Linked DNA regions of Gasterosteus aculeatus: region 2 is linked to region 1. The links are chromatin contacts, called in public Hi-C maps. All regions are on one chromosome and are shown on one strand. The core of a region is the stretch at or near the end of the contact, and the rest is flanking DNA. Distances in the headings are between cores, read along the strand shown. Region 1 holds the start of fam181b (family with sequence similarity 181 member B). Region 2 holds the start of nars2 (asparaginyl-tRNA synthetase 2, mitochondrial).

Region 1 (3,719 bases), core at 677-3,176:
GCCTCGGCCTCAACCCCTCTCGCCCTCGCAGCCTTCACGCCACAATAGAAACTTGTTTCCGGGATCTGTGCGTCAGACTCTGATGTGAATGACCCACTGGCACAAAAGCCAAAGCCCCTCGACTAGAGGGGAAAAAAGGGGGGGGGCGTGGGGGTGGGATCGCTGCCACGACTGTGATGATGTCACTTTGCCAAAACTAGGAAAGGGAGGCAGACTCACTTTATCCAGGCGTTAAAAGCTCAGTTCTTCTCCTCTGAATTCATGAGACGTTGTGGTGTGGCATCCCTGCGATCAACTAAAAGTGTTGAATTTACAAATGAAAGCTTGTAATATAATGCCAGATGAGTATGCCAAGGCTATTTATTTTTTAATCAGGTCTTTCATGGCCAGCTGTACAAACAGACGGACATTATTTGTTTTGTAACCAGTTGTTGCTCGTAGATTTGAGTTTTTCTGCATTTCTTTTCAGCTGCATACTGCCACGGATAATTAGATCAGTGCTATCACTTTCACCGTCTCCTTTCCTCCCCGGGAATTAACATAAGAAAGATTTTTTTTTTTAACGGCCTCACTCCCTCGCTGCTTAAGACTTTTCCTTTCATCCCTCCAACTCTATAACGAGTCCCTGCCTCACCTCAGCATGCACTTTGGTAAGAGGAGGGATCGTCTTTCAATAATTCAGCTAATAATTAACTTGAAATGTGAATAATACACGAAGCCTTTAATGTGATCAGATTGAAACTTTCTGGCTACTCAAATGCGGTGGCCAATTAGACATTTTTTGTGAAGTTAAACTGTGCCCGACCATCCATACACTCAGAATTCTGCTGGAATTCCACTCAAATTGGGATGAGTGCTGGCAACATAACAATCTGGCTCTTGGACACATCCTCCGTTGCATTCACGGCCGGCCCAGAAACTTCCTGTGAACAAGTAAAGTTTTACAAGTTATGCTTTACTACACAAGTTTAATACACGCGATACCTTAGGGTCAACATTTCGTCTGCCCCCCCTGAGCCTGAACTGCACTTTATTCCCCTTTTTAAATTAACAGCTCAGGCCGCTTTTCTAGTTAAATCGACTGTTCATTATTGAGACCCATTTTACGAAGGGGCTGTGAGGTGCAATTTAATGAATCTCTGGCACAAAGCTCCCTTTCAGTGCCGGGCGAAGAATAGAGGCTATTTAGACCCTGTAGGGCTTTATGTCAAAGGCAGCCCATAATAGTTGTCAGGCCAGGGCAGAAATTCCCACTGGCCTGGGAATGCACTAGAAATCAACTTTTGCCATGAGCAGATTAAGACACAGGCGAGCAGTTGGGGGAGATTCTCCCAAATAGTGGCATCTGTTTGGGCACAGAGATTTTCCCACTGAAAAGAAGCCTTTCTCACTAATGTTTAGCCTCAATTTGATATTTGGGTTTGTGTCAGTGGCCTACATGAACATTGATTAGATTCATTGCTTAACTTCTACTTGATAATTCACTAAGGAAACACACAAGTAGGTTTGATGGTTGAATAGTGGTTAAAAAGTTTCAAAATGTGTCAATATTATGAATAATGACACTCATTGGCTGTATTTTATATGGGACATTTGACCTTAACCCGCCTAACATGTTGGTATCCCAAATGTGGTATCCTTAATAATAATACTACACTTAAAAGCTTAAGGTTTTGGCACAACAACTACTATTCTTTTCTCTTCACGGTTACAGTAATATCCTCCGGCTTCATGCAAGCCTTTTTGTTTCGGCGCACACACAAACAGTTAAACTAGAGGGGGAGAGTTGTGACGGCAGCTATTGTCTTCAACTCTGCAGGGAATTTCAGACAAATCCCTCTTAGATGCAGGTGGTCAGACACAAGCAAAGAGTTAAGTCCTGCACTCTCTTTGCCCCTCCTCTTTGATGTTCTGACATCACTGGTCCGGCCCCCTGAAAGATCTCCCTGCTTCCCTCCCAGCCCTTCACTCCCAAACTGGAATGTTTACAGGAACTTCATGAGCAGCATCAGGACCGAGGGTTTGTCAGGGGTAAGAACAAGACATGCTCTGAAGAAACTTTTGTCTCAGGCAGCACAGCGGATGCCACAGGTGTAGCCGCTGGGCTCCGCAGAGTAATGGCTGTTCAGACAGCAATCATGAACCCTCAGTTCATGAATTTCTGCTTCCCTGGCTCTGTGATGGAGTACGACGTGGAGAAGAGTCTGGACGGGAGCCTCCTGGGTGAGGCGGAAACCGAAGAGGACTACAGAGAGACCACCAGCGACCTGCTGAGCTTCATAGACTCGGCCTCCAGCAACATCAAGCTGGCTCTGGACAAGCCGGTGAAATCCAAGAGGAAGGTCAACCACCGGAAGTACCTGCAAAAGCAGATCAAAAGGTGCACGGGCATCATAACGCCAGCAAACACGGCAGAGGCCCCGGTCAAGAGGCAGGGTTCCCCTGCGGCTCAGCCCTCGCAGAGCAAAACCCCACCCAAACGCGACGGGGTCCAGGCCAGCTTGCAGAGCAAGAGCTTGGCAGCCCTCTTCAGTCCTGTGAAGGACATAAGGGGCGAAAGAACCAGGAAGCCCCCCCTGAGGCACCGCAATCTACCCCCCTCTTTCTTCACCGAGCCGGCCAACTGCTCCAAAGTCAGCTCCACGTCCGGGATGACGCTGAAGGACTTGGAGCGAGGCAACCCCGAGGCCGCCGAGTTCTTTGAGCTCCTGGGGCCCGACTACAGCAACATGGTCAGCGAACAGGACCTTTATCAAAGTGTCCGGGTACAGCCGGAGATGGGAGGCCCGGATCCCACTTCCTACGAGGCTCAGCATTTGGTTGGCGGCCTCCTGTACTCGGAGCCCTGGACTAGCTACTCTGGACCCTGTAAGAAAGTAGGTGCGAGCCAGCCTCCCGTCTACTGTCCGTCTGAGGCCGCTTCTGTGTCCGTAGAGGACAACGCGCTGTGCACTTTGGCCTTCCCCAACTACTTCACGGACTGCTCCGCACCTCAGGCCACCTACGATCTAAGCGGTGGTTATAACAGAGCTAATTATTCATCTCTATGAGAAGGGGGACATTTGTGGTGTTGAAAGTGCAGACAAATGGAAGATAAAAATTGCTCAATTTTAACACTAGTTTGAGAGAGTTGCTTATTATATTTGTTTATCTGTCACGCAAATAATTTCGTAACCGGAATTTCTGCGATTTGTGCCAATCCCCCCTCAACAACAGCAACAACAACAACAACAACAAAAAAATATCCAAAGCTTTTCAAGTAACTGGATGGCTTGTACCTCTTGTGTCACTCAACATGTCAGTTTCATCTACCGACTGTTCTGTTTAATATTAAAATGCTTCTCAAGTGGATGTTGTTTTCATTACCTCAGGCAATTTCTAGCAACATTGGGAAGGAAAAATACAGCTCTTTTCATTAGGATATATCTAATCAGTCAATTCATTCTAACATGTTTGTGTTTCCTAAAAAAGTCAAAAGCAGAAATAGTTGTCAGCTTACTCCACTAAAAGTGCTGTTAGAAAAAAAAAACGTATCACTGAAATCACATTCAACAAAACATGTTGAAACAATCTATTCTACGGAGAAGGGAAAACACACTCTGCTCAAATTATTTTTACAACAATGTGTGATGCTGTGTTTGTATTCCAACGTTTTACAGCCCTCACAGAGTGGCAGAGTGACCACTTGTATCCAGTTTTTTGGAAGCGCCCTAAATGTA
Region 2 (3,719 bases), core at 409-2,908, 220 kb after region 1:
GATTACAAATCTTGTTACGGATAAACACTGGGGGGTATCTCAACTTTGCTGTTCCTACTGATGCGTAGGAAACAGTTGCTGGGTGCAACCTGAATTCGCTGTTCTAGACCATCAGATGTCGATGAAAGCCAGCAGGGCCTTTGCATTATTCTTGATAGAACTGCAAAGAGAACATAACAATGCCAGCTTGTTTCCATTTCAGTAGACCTTGAAGCTGCAAATGAATAATATATTGGAGGCAACTCAGGGGTAAATGAATAAATCTGCAATAGGTGCAGTAGGAGTTGGAGGAAGAAGTGGAAGTGCCGTAGAGCTACAGCACTACCTTATGGTGATGCAAGATATTGCACATTGTTGTGTAGGAGGAGAGAGAATTTTCGGAGTATATTACTCTATTAATACTGACATTTATAGATTTTCTTGAGTTAGTTATAATAATATTATTTTTATTTTTGTTTTTGTTGTTACTATTGTTGTCTTCTACTTCCAGCAAACTAAATATAAATTAATTGTTGTTTTCCATCCAGTCTTAAGGTCACCGTGTTTCAATTTTGCTATAAAGACTCAGAAACATACCGTATGCGGACATCATGACCTCAACAAATCCCATTTCATAGTTTGGACCCTACGTCAATGAATCGGAAAATGGACTTGTTCTGCTCCCCATTAAGACAAAGCATGTGCATAATTGCTCCATCCATGCTGGAGATAATTAATATCAATGACCCTGCTGACTTTTCAAATGCATCATGTTGGGTTTAATGATGATGTGTCATAAGCAGCCGGAGGTGGAGACACCCAGCTCTGTGTTTGCTGGCAGGCCCAGACCAGGGGCTCCAGATCTGACAGGCAAGTCCAGGTGAGTAATTGTCTATGGCATCTTATTACATTGCTGGCATGATCTGATTTAGTTCAGCAGCAAATGGTGGAAATAGACCCAGTTGCCAATGTGGGTATTGGATTAACGAGGTTTACGCCCAAAAGGGCCTGAAACTGACGGCAGATACATCATGTAAGATTAAAGAGGATTTCCATGTGGCTGCGATGGCTGCTCTGTTTGCTTCATTACACTATTGAATCACTCCACACGTGTTACACTTTGGTGTTGGAAATATATTTCGGATTTTACCCTGCTTGTGAAATAACTTTGGTTCACAGTCTTTTGTGTGATTATAATGTGGCCAGTGGTTCTAAAGATGTTGTGCATCAACAAAAAAACAACAACTTGTCATTATTCCCCTTTTCTGCAGATAGAAAATGACTGGGACATTAAAATGGAAATGCTTCTTACAGAGTGGAGAACATAAATGTTTAATCTCCTATTTACACTTTTTGTAGATTTTCCCCTCTGGATTTTGTATACTTTCCACGTATTTGAATTGTATTCAATCAGTTGCTTTTGGTGAATAGGTGAGTAATCTTAATAGTAATTCTAAAGTAAAGAGTGCTCTTCCCTTGACAACCCTCATGCTATTTACTTTTGTTATATTTTTATTGAAGAATGCGTTCTTGTGAAGTGTCTACAGCAAAGTTTAATATCATTAACATTTACATAAAGAAAGGAAAGTACAATCCCGAAATCCTAAAATGGCATTTAGACTCCTGTTGGGAGAACTACACTACCCAGCGCCACTGGCCGTTAGAGGTCGTCCCCTCATTGGATAATGAAAACCACGTGACCCACCAAGGCGAACGATGGAATACCCAAACAGGAAGTGTTACTGTCCGACACAACGTGAATGTCACGTTAAGAGTAAAACGAAAAGTATACCGTTGAAAATGTCGTTTATTACATCTTCAAATTGTCGCAACGTGTCGTGTTTGTAGCGGCTTTTCTTTCTCGGCCTTTGTCACGATGTTTCAGTCTGCTGCTAAAACGCTTTCTGTTGCGACGACCACAGCAGCAACGCTAACTCGGGGAACATCGTTTAGTATCCGACGTTATTGCCAGAAGACGCCAGCCACACTGCGAGTGTCAGAAGCAGTTTCAGGAGCTAAACTGGGAGCGAATGTCAAAGTGCAGGTGACACTCCGCGCCTGCTAGCATGCAGCTAAGCTAATGTTTATCTATCGTCACTTATGAATAAATGAATTCTCAAGTCGCCAACATCTGGTTTCATGAGCATTACATGCAAAAAAGAAAACATGTATTTCTGTATTGGCAGAGGGAACAGCGAGGTGTATCTGACTGGTTTCTGTGCCTTAGGGATGGGTTCGGTCTGTTAGACCTCAGAAGGCAAATCTCTTTCTCCACGTGAACGATGGGAGCTCCCTGCAGTCATTGCAGGTCGTCGCCAGCTCAGAGTTGGATGACCCGTGAGCACTTTATTTCCTCTACATAATCCTTTTTTAGGTATGAAGGATGCACATAAAAAAAATTACTCACTGACTCTCGTCCCTTCTTTTTCTCTGTCAAATTAAGATTGCTCACACTTGGTAGTGCTGTTGAAGTCACGGGTACTCTTCGGAAAAGCCCACGCCAAAGACAGCCGTTTGAACTGGAAGCAGACCGTATCCACGTAGTTGGAGATTGTGACCCTGTGGTAAGAAAAAAACAAGTTTCTTAGCTGAGACTGTGCTATCTTTGCCTTTATGTTCTAACTTTGTAATGTGGCCATCAAATGGCATTTCATTTACTAATACTGCTTTGAATTGTTGTTTCAGGATTTTCCCTTCAAAATAAAAGAGAGGCACAGCCTTGAGTATATTCGCCAGTTCCCGCACCTCAGGTGTAGAACAAATGCTTTTAGCTCCCTGTTGAGAATACGAAGTGAGGCCACTACAGCGGTTCACTCGTATTTCAAGGTGAGCATCAGTGGAAGAGTTTTTAATGCGCAGTCAGACTTATGTATTTTTTAATTTATTTATTTTTTCTCAGGAAAATGGCTTTGTGCAGATTCACACTCCGGTCATTACCTCAAACGACTGTGAAGGGGCTGGGGAACTCTTTCAGGTTGAGGTGAGTGTGTTACTGTCAATCAAAGCTCTGATATATTGATAAGAATCAATTCCATTCTTTGATACCTCGGAACCTGTTCTTCTACCACAGCCGTCCAGCCCAAACAATGAAGAAGGTGAGAAGTTTTTCTCTGTTCCGGCTTTCCTGACGGTCTCTGGTCAGCTCCATCTGGAAGTGATGTCAGGGTGAGATCAACTACATGAATTAGTCTTCTAGTGATCATGTGGACATAAAAAAAAAAGTAATCTCCTACTTGTAGGTTCTGCATTAGAAAGTAAGACACTGGTTTAATGATGCATTTTCACTCCTCCTCTTCCAGGGCTTTTTCCAGAGTCTACACATTCGGGCCAACTTTTCGCGCAGAGAACTCCCAAAGCAGACGCCACCTGGCAGAGTTTTACATGGTGGAGGCCGAGGTCTCCTTCACACAGTCCTTAGAGGATCTCACCAAGGTACACTGTGTTATTGACCTACAAACACAATGCTGCTCTGCAATATCGATCAAAGTAGCACAATGGTAACTATGGGATGAAATAAATTCCCCTGTGCTAGACTATGAACCAAATGTTTGCTGTTCTTTGTACTTTCATTCTTACTCAAAATTGCTTTACATAGTTGTAGTTCACATTTTGTCCGGCAAAGAAGAAACTATATAACATTAAAGCTCGTCGACGACATCTGACAAAATGCAAACATCACCGACCGGCGAGTCGTTTGCACATGAGGGTCTGGGATGAAGTGGTCTGATTGTCCCACCACA

Evidence for each region. A called contact is a pair of places that touch in the nucleus more often than the background predicts.
Region 2: a Hi-C map of whole body shows a contact between it and region 1, with 4 times the contacts expected there. The contact joins the promoter of nars2 here to the promoter of fam181b in region 1. A contact is called at or near these places in 3 of 6 Hi-C or Micro-C datasets (skeletal muscle, tail fin and whole body).

Annotation. Positions count from the first base shown.
Region 1 is chr1:15,427,435-15,431,153 of fGasAcu3.hap1.1, forward strand. fam181b (family with sequence similarity 181 member B) reads left to right here and starts at 1,927. Exons shown (of 1, transcript XM_040190966.2): 1 at 1,927-3,719. The coding sequence starts at 2,118. The coding sequence ends at 3,050.
Region 2 is chr1:15,644,042-15,647,760 of fGasAcu3.hap1.1, forward strand. It overlaps nars2 (asparaginyl-tRNA synthetase 2, mitochondrial), which reads left to right and starts at 1,659. Exons shown (of 14, transcript XM_040168810.2): 1 at 1,659-2,023; 2 at 2,207-2,316; 3 at 2,423-2,543; 4 at 2,665-2,805; 5 at 2,879-2,959; 6 at 3,050-3,144; 7 at 3,279-3,411. The coding sequence starts at 1,856. LOC144409422 (a long non-coding RNA gene) reads right to left here and starts at 2,533. Exons shown (of 3, transcript XR_013467865.1): 1 at 2,387-2,533.